Linked DNA regions of Mus musculus: region 1 is linked to region 2. Evidence: chromatin contacts called from public HiChIP or PLAC-seq data. All regions are on one chromosome and are shown on one strand. Each heading gives the region's core, a stretch centred on a gene start, on an enhancer-like site or on the middle of the called end of the contact. The rest is flanking DNA. Distances are from core to core; before and after follow the strand shown.

Evidence for each region. HiChIP or PLAC-seq counts read pairs in DNA pulled down with a chosen protein or histone mark.
Region 1: a contact with region 2 is called in an H3K27ac HiChIP or PLAC-seq map of embryonic stem cells, with 6 read pairs. The contact joins the enhancer-like site here to the promoter of Opcml in region 2. A contact is called at or near these places in 2 of 39 promoter capture datasets (the 3T3-L1 cell line and hippocampal neurons), 2 of 484 Hi-C or Micro-C datasets (cerebellar granule neurons and cerebral cortex), 1 of 115 datasets of contacts at active chromatin or transcription factors (embryonic stem cells) and 2 of 9 other capture datasets (adipose tissue and liver).

Annotation. Positions count from the first base shown.
Region 1 is chr9:27,882,673-27,887,073 of GRCm38.p6, reverse strand. All of the region lies in intron 1 of Opcml (opioid binding protein/cell adhesion molecule-like), which reads right to left. Among named protein-coding and RNA genes, the nearest start is that of Opcml, 94 kb to the right of the region's middle. Within about 2 kb of position 1,338, at least 13 of the 459 cell types and tissues checked have an H3K27ac peak or open chromatin away from gene starts, as enhancers often do. A contact at or near this core is called in embryonic stem cells, where this site is marked.
Region 2 is chr9:27,788,570-27,793,059 of GRCm38.p6, reverse strand. Opcml (opioid binding protein/cell adhesion molecule-like) reads right to left here and starts at 1,761. Exons shown (of 8, transcript NM_177906.5): 1 at 1,614-1,761. The coding sequence starts at 1,674. Gm39314 (a long non-coding RNA gene) reads left to right here and starts at 1,991. Exons shown (of 3, transcript XR_870601.1): 1 at 1,991-2,074.

The DNA of each region.
Region 1 (4,401 bases), core at 89-2,588, 94 kb before region 2:
TACTTTAAAAGAAAAGTCTAGATTTTTCACCAAAAACATATGTATGATCTTGGAAGTAAAACAAACATTGAAATATCATAATGAAGTCGGTGAAGCGATTTGGAAACTAGAAGATCAAGCTAAGTATTCTCTGACAAAATCATACATAAGAAAAACAAGTAGGGACTATGTGGTAGATTTTACAATATAGAAGAAACGTGCTAAGAACTGAAAACACATAAATCTTCTGCCTTCTGCCAAAATGATGAGTTTGAAAAGATCCACAGCTTTAAACATCACAGTGAACTATCAAAAATGCTGTACAAAAGGGATTTCTGAGAAAGCGATAAAGAGAAATGATGGCAGGTGTGTGTGTGTGTGTGTGTGTGTGTGTGTGTGTGTGTGTTTGTGTGTGTGTCTTCCTCCTGTCTCATTAAAAAGGTCATTTACTGGAAAATAACAAACATTGTCATTTAAATCCAGATTCAAGGCCCATCTGATTTATAATCTGGATTTAAGTATGGGGAAAGAATGATATTTTTTGCATTTGTAAAATACTTGTTCATTTTGCTACCTACAAATAATCTGGAGAAAATGATGTCAGAAAAATGTAAAAAGAACTAAACACAAAGCCAGACAAAAAAGAGTAGCGATCAGTTAAAACACTGGAAGTTCTAGTTGAGTTGAAGAAACTGCTGATGCTTGATGTTTTAAAAATGTGTAAAACTACCATCTGGATCCAGATGTACTCTGCAGCAGAGCCTGTCAGTGAGGGCAGTGGGAAGTGTAAGAACACTAGTCTTTCTATTATTATGTAAGAGGAAGATAGAAATACCATCATTGCTGACAGGAATGCTAGAATTATAAAAAGTAAAGAAATAACCACGAGAGAGAGTAAAATGGGCACATAAACTATATACTAGAGGTAAATATAATGAATATATAATGACTATTACACACATATGTATATGGAGGGAAGAGAAGGAATAATAAAAAAATAAAACCCCCAAATGCTCATTTTCAACAGAAAATAAAAATATAGCTTCTTGAAGAATATTCAAACCCCAATGAAGTTAAAAGACCTAGTATAGACAACATTTGTATAATGTGATACAAGAGACATTCATTAGATCATCATTGCCTCCTTTGGAAATATAGCCCTTGGTTTATAGGAATGCTGAGTGTCTGGTATTATAATAAGGAAACTGTTAGAAGTCAGGTAGCTTGAGAAAGATAGATGGTCTCCCAAAAGACATAATCGTGCTTAGAAGGGTGGAAATTTCTGTCCATTCCATCTCTAGGGAAGGGAGGAGGTTGGAGATTGAGTTGATTTCTAACACTGCCACAGACAGGCCTCAGTCGGCCCCCCTCAATCCACGGGAGAAATCAGGGTTCCATTTACAGGTGGGCAGGAGTCGGTGAGAAAAGGGTGACAAACAGACACGGACACAAGGGAGTGTGGTATCTGAGTGTAATTTGTCAAAGTGAGCATCAGTCTTATATATTACAGAAAACACAGAAGTTAAGTGATATATTAAGGCCATCCAAGGTACACTGAAGTTATCTGATGCAAAATGACTTTTACAACAAAACAGAAGAATGCATACTAAAAGCTAACTGGAACCAACCCGGATCAAAAGCAGCCCCACCTAAGGTCATCTTAGAAGCCTGGGGCAAGGGCTTCATGCCTTTGCCATAGTTCCAATTCTAGTCTATTGTATAGTCCACCTTCCCCCTAGGCCATTGTAAATTCCTGTGTACGGGAGTGACTCTTCTATCTATAGTTCTAAGTATTTACTCTAGTTCCTTCTTAGACTACAACCTTCCTTCTTCCTAGGTCATTGGAACCCTAGTGAAGGCTAATCTAACTTATCTATATGTCAAAATCAATCCTTAGAGGCTCTTATAATAAAACAATACTGAAGGAAAGCACACAGATCCACTCATCGACTAAAAAAAGGACAAATTTGGAGTATTCCTTATTACAGGATGCCATGGTTCCAGGAGACTGAGTTTCTGTGAACTTTTCTCCTTGGGACTGCGTCCAGGTTTTTGGGCCTGTCACGTGGGTCACTACTGGAGTGGATGTAGCATAACACCATGATCAATCACAACTATGTAACAAAACCTTCAGTCAGGAGTCTAGATAGGAGCTGGAGAGATGGCTCAAGGGTTAAAAGCATTTGTTATTACAGAGGACCCAGGTTAGCTTCCTAATATCTACATGGTGGCTCACAATTCTCGGTCACTCCAGTTCTAGGGATCAGTTCCAAGGTCACTCGGCTTCTGGTGGTGCATAGGGACTAAGAGTATTTCTAAGTTCTCAGGCATGGAGGTTTTACTTAACTCTTACTATACTGTCAGGTAACCTGGAGCACAGACCCATTTCATGATTGAATCTGAGACTTAGAGTCCAAAATTGGTTATAAAGTTCTATAGCACTGGGAAATAATTGTGTTTCCTGAATGAGTTCTTACTTAATCATGATTTAATCTTGCTGTTCTGTTAAAACTTTAGGAATCTCACAGCTTGTGATCACCTTTAGCCTTGGCTGCTGGCAGCTGGGTCTGTTCTTAGTCTAGCCACAGCTCCTGCTATGATGATCACAGACTTACCTTTGAAACCATAGCAAGCCCCAATTAAATTCCTTGTATAAGCTACCTTGGTCATGGTGTCTTTTCACAACAATAACAGTAACCAAGACACCAGGCAAGAGGCCTAGACAATAAAGCATCTCTGAAGCCTGGGTCCTTAAACCTAGGACTGTGTCCTGGCTCTGTCCATTAGCCTGTTCCAGATTGTGCCCTTTGCAATAAGTTGGGAATGGCAAGCAATTCACTTTGTGAAATTTTAGAAAGGAATCCTGGTCCCCTACAGGTAGCATAGACCAGAGCTGAGCCTCTGAGATGTGAATCATCTCATGGGACTGAACATTTAATGTTTGGAATCTACACTAACTTCAGGTCATACCACAACCACCTTCAATTGTCAGATTCCCAGCTGGTGTCAACGAGCCAGGCAACTGATCATTGGTGAAGCAAACAACATACTTCACAGGGACAGTTCTCTGAGTCAGACAGGATGACATGAAAAGCAGAAAGCAGGATCATTAAGATGTAAAGAATTAAATAAGATAAAGCAGAATAAAGCATAGAATTCAGTAGGGAGACACAATCAAAGTAAGTTTTATGAATCTAACTGCAAGGTTAGATGCTCAAATCTGTGTATACAAATGTACAAGTGTGTATGTGCAGCCAAACCGGCTGAAAAAGAAGCACAAACATACAAGTAAGGAGTTTTCAACAATTGATTAGGCAGTAAAAGACTCAAAAGATGAAGGAGAAAGGGAGGGAGGAAGGGAGGGAGGAAGAAGACACAGACACACCAAGAGGATATTATATAGTTGTATATCATATATTTGTTGAATAAAGAAAACTTTCTCAAGTCACTTAACTGGAAAACTGAAATAAAAACAGAAAGATTTTTATGATTTCTCAAAAGCTGTTATTTTTTTCCAAAAATAATAAAAGCTATTCTCTAACAACAAAAATAAAAGCTGAACAAAGCCCCTATGCTATACCATATATAGATGAGTTTACAAGAAAAATTTCCTCTTCTTTTCAAAGAACAGAACATTCATATAAAACTGTCCCAACTCTGATGTCCAAAGACATGGCCACTAGCTTCAGTGAGAGAGACTGTCTCAAAAACTGAAGTGGAAAGCCACTGAAAAAGACACTTGACATCAACTTCTGTTCCCTATACACACATGCAAGTGCACCTACCTGTACATACCTACGCATACACATACACACAAACAAAAGAATACCTACAAAGACCCCAAAGGAGCAGATTAATTTTTCTAAGATGACAAAACAAAATAGGAACAAATACAGTCCAGATATGAATTGAAAGACCAGGGTGATAAATTGAAAGACCTTAGGATAGTCCAGAGGATACCTAGGTAGGGCAAGAAACTGAAAGAGGGAGGGGCTCCATCATCTCAAGGAAGACTGAGAGAAGTTGGAAAACAGTCGTGTCCGGGGAAACAAGCGTTTGTCCATCTGAAAATGGTTACAAAGTCATTGACCTTAAAAGGTCTACCCCTGCTCTGTGTGATGACTCCACAGTAGCAGAGTTATATTAAAGCTGGAGCCCAGGAAGGCTAAAGACTATTTTGTAAGTTTAGTCAATGCTCAAAAATATTGTGACTAATACAAACATTACAGATGACTTTTCAAAGCTTCAGGATGGCTACAGCATGGTCATCCTCTCTGAAAGAAGCTGCAGACAGTGCAAACAACAACCTTTCAAACCTGGAATCCTCAAGGTGACAGACACACATTACACAACACCAGTGATTACCTCATCTTATGAGTTCGTGTAGAAACTCTCTTCCCCCCTCCTCTCTCTTTCTCTCTC
Region 2 (4,490 bases), core at 512-3,011:
ATCTGGGAATTTGGTTTGGAACCCATCTCTTCTCAGAGAAATAGAATTCAAAACTTAATGGGGAGGCATAAAATTTCCAAATGAATTAAAATGTATTTAATAAAGTGGTGCAACATTATACAAGGGATATCTTTTCTTTTTTAAAAAATCATCAGTTTTCTCTTTCATCCCAATAAGTTCCTTTCTTTTTTTCTAATTTTCTTTGTTAGCTTAGAAGAACTTTGGAGAATTAGGTTTAAATGAAAGGGAAGAAAACCTCACCGAGGCATCCTGAATATAAAATGAAGAATTATGTGCTTCACCTATGAACGTGAGGGTTAACAATATTGGCATTCATGTCTGTACATATGTAAGGGAATTTAGGTCTAAGCTAATGTTTAACGGAAAACATGCTATCTCCATTTGCAACATGAGGAGAGAGAGGGAAGAGAGAGAGAGAGAGAGAGAGAGAGAGAGAGAGAGAGAGAGAGAGAGAGAGAGAGAGGAAGAAATGCCCCCTAAAGGGTGAGGTTTAGTGTGGAAGACCCAGAGACCCTTTGATGCTGCCTAAAATGTTGGCAAGCCTTCCAAGCCCCTTCAGCATTGTGTGAAAGATGCCTGCAGGCATGGTCCTCTGCTTGCAGAAGGCTCTGAAGCAATTACCAACCCTATTAAGATGTGCGGGAGTCTGCAAGGAGTCTAGCAGGCTGACTGGGGAGGGTTGCGAAGGTTGCCTTGAAGCATCTTACCTGGGTCACTGCAGACTTGGTCTGCCCAAACAAGTAAGTGCTGTGAGAAAGAGCACTGCATTAACATCTCTGCCCACCATTGGGACTCTAGCAACCCTCCACTGGGATTAGATTTCCCAACATTCGCCCGGCTTGGACCAGATCAAATCTACTAGGGAAAATTTATGTCTCTGCTGTGATGTGATGATTAGGAAGGAGAAAGTGGATTTCAAAGGCACAATCTGCCCATTTGGTGGAAGGATAAAGAAAGGACAAGAGGTGGTGGAAGGATTGTGTTAAGACAAAAAAAAATGCAGTAGAGAAAAATTCGTGAAAGAATGAGAAGGCAAACAAGGAGGTAGGGATCTGCAGTGGGAATCAAGGGAAGGGTTCAGAAGGATGGAAAAGAAGAGAGGAGAGAACGTTGGGAAGAGAGAAAAAAAAACAGGAAGGGGGGAAGAAAAAAGCATAGGAAACAGAGACGCAGAGATTACTACATTCAGAAAAACAGAGACCAGTACTGAGCGGGATGCCAGTTCCTGCTGCAGGTCCCGACAGCAGCGCTCAAGAAGGCTTTTGCGCCCCGGAGTTTAAGCCCCTCTTCTGTCACCCTTGGGACCACAGCTGGTCAATGCCAGTTGTGCCTTTCACAGAACCAGCAGCGCCTTGCAGCACGGTGCGGATCTCGAACCCAGCTCTCCCGAGAAGGGAGCAAATCGCTTGCTGTGGGCATCTGTCTGCCTGAGAGCCAGCTAGCCAGTGAGTGTGTGTGCACACGCGGCAAGCCTATCTTACTCACATGCCTCTTACACTCCCTCTTTTCCTCCTTGCCTCTCCCTCTTCCCCTTCTGCCCTAGCAGCGGCATCATTGCTCAGAGAGAGAAAACACCCTTCTTTGCTGGGTACCTGGGATGAAGAGCAGGGCAGTGGTGGCCGAGAAGACGATCCAGTAGGCGGGATGGTACATCTCGAGGCTGTGGTGCGCGGCGGCCCGGCTAGCTCCTGCTGGTGCTGCTGCTACTGCTGCTGCTACCGAGGCTGCTTCCTCTGTGCTGAATTCTGAGCAGGTTTAAATCCAATGTTTGCAAAGGGAGGGAGAGAGCAGAAGAGAGAGAGAGCGCGCGAGATGGGAGCAGGCAGACAGCGTCTCTGATTTTTTTTCCCCTTGCACATACACACAACTGCTAAGAATCATTAGCACCAATCTTCACTGGGCGCACAGCAGACCACCTCCAAGCCACATATTGGCTCCACTCTCCTGAGCGACACCGGGAGACTTTCCTGTTGGGAAGGCTCCACTCCGAGGGGAGTTGAAGCCTGTCCCTTGCGCACCCCCCTCACCGCGCAGCAGTACTGCTGGGATCTGTGTGAGTATGCCAGTGTGCTTCGCATGGGCACACCCGCTCCTGGGTGGGCAGCAGGAGGGGTCTAATGCCCTTTCCTAAATCTTACCCCAGCAGGTCTCGGGACACAAGGATCAGGAAAGGGCTGCTTCCTGGCAGAAATTGACTAATGCTCATGCCAAGACCTTATCATTCCTTCTTCCTGGTCTCCAGCCCAGGATGCAGCCAGAGCTTTGCTCACAGGCTGCTCAAAGGCATCAAGTCCCCATCCCGCCAGCAAGAGTACTTGAAAGCAGCCTAACTCCCCAGCTGGAAAATGGACATGTTCAGGTTTTTTTTTTTTTTCTCATCAAAGATACAGGGAATCTAATTTGAGCCAGCTCCCCCAAATTAGAGCATTAGGGAATTCTACCAAGACAAAACCCCAAACAATTGCCATGATCCCAGCACACTTAGATAGGGACATCCAGATTAGGTCTTAAGGAAGAAGAGACTTGCAGAAGTCCTCAGAAGAAGGCTCACAGCCATGCCTGTGACTTTGACCTTTCTTTTCTTTTCCTTCCTTCCTTCCTTCCTTCCTTCCTTCCTTCCTTCCTTCCTTCCTTCCTTCCTTCCTTTTCCTTTCTTCTTTCTTCTTTCTTCTTTCTTTCTTTCTTTCTTCTTTTTTCTTTCTTTTTTCTTTTCTCTCTTTCTCTCTCTCTCTTTCTTTCTTTCTTCTTTCTTTCTTTCTTTCTTTCTTTCTTTCTTCAAAAGATTTAAATAAAAAAAAAGTTGCAGGCTGCTCACCTGAAACAGAGGGCCAGCCATCCTTCACCTCCTTCAATGGCCAATGACTGACGGGGGAAGAAAAGAGAAGAGGCTTGAGTGCCTAGGGAATAATAATCTTTCTTTCTTTCTTTCTTTCTTTCTTTCTTTCTTTCTTTCTTTCTTTCTTTCTTTCACCATGATCCAATTTGCATCTGTGTAATCATAGTTTATAGGAACACTACAGAAGGCAGCCAAAACACACTCTATCTGTCCTCCCTGGAATGTGAATTGCACACTGCTGCATGGCCCCTGAACTCTGTGAAAGGGCAGTGAGAAGAGCACTGGATATTACGGAGGTTCTGGAGAAAGTACCTCTGTTACCAGGTTTTCTCCAAAGACCCCATGCCTGCTGGGATTCCTCCCCAGCTCTGTGCATGTGCTCTACTTCTTATATGTGAGTGACTTTCCAGGTGACATTCTCCCTTCCTCCCTGGTTGTTTCTGTGATGTATTTCCAGCACCGCCTATGGGACAGGGAAGTACAGGTGTTAATTCAGCTGCCCCCACCAGAGTTCTACCCCGTAGACACCAGTACCCTAAATTTTCAGTTCAGCAACTACCAGTGACTTGAGAAACATTCCATGGCTAATGAGTCCAGATCCAAACCCAAGTCTGCACTATCATAAAACCAGTTTTGATGAAGAAGAAGGATGCACAGAACTCATTTACATCTAACAGAACGTCACTTTTTCTAGGAAATAAGATGTTTGCCTTTAAACAAGTAGAACATTGATCATTTCCCTTCTTACAAACACAATGATCGATAGCATCATCATCAGCTTTTAGCAAGTTGTTGTTTTAATATACAGTGCTTTTCCAAGACTGGGCCAAGGAAGAACATTGTTTCTTCTTGTCTGCAAAAGCCATGTGATATATCTGAAGATTTCTCTAGAAAAAAAAAATCAAGGAATAGTATATTCGTGAATGTATATAGAAGATAGTAGAATACATATACCTTACATAGAAAAGTCGCAGTTGGGAAGTATGTCCTGTGTAAGCAGAGCTATCCATGCATGCTCTGAACAAGGACAGTACCAGACTGAAGTTCTGAAGAAGTGTTGCTGGTGGAGTCCTCTGATGCACAAAGAGACTTGCAAGGCAGGGAGGGATCAGATAGACCACAGAAAGGAAGTGGGTAGATAGCACCAGGAGAGGGACTGGCAGACACAAACAAGAGGCCTTCAGAAAACCAAGAGCCATGCTGGTGGAGAAAGTCTTGCAATTTAGAGATTTCCTATTATGCTACAAAAGAGTTAATTTCCTTTTGAGAAAAGAAAGACTATGAATGACATTCATTTATGGAACGATTCTAGGGAACATGTGAACTGTTTTCATCTTAGCAGACACAGAAGAGGTCTGGCAATAGTCTCTTATGGCAGGAGAAGAGGAAAGACTCATCTAAATGTGGTGCTGAAGCATTAGTCTGTTTGGGCAACTCATTAACCCCTTGTTGGCTAAGGACTTCAGCTATGGCATTACATTTAATCCTTATCCTAATTTAAGAGAGGAAGAAACTGAGATTTAGAGAGGTTAAGTAACTTGTCCAGGACCACAGTGAAGGAGACAGCCCAAATGCAAGCCCATATTCTTCTGTTTCCTCTATATAAAGAAATTACAGCATTGAGCACTATCAT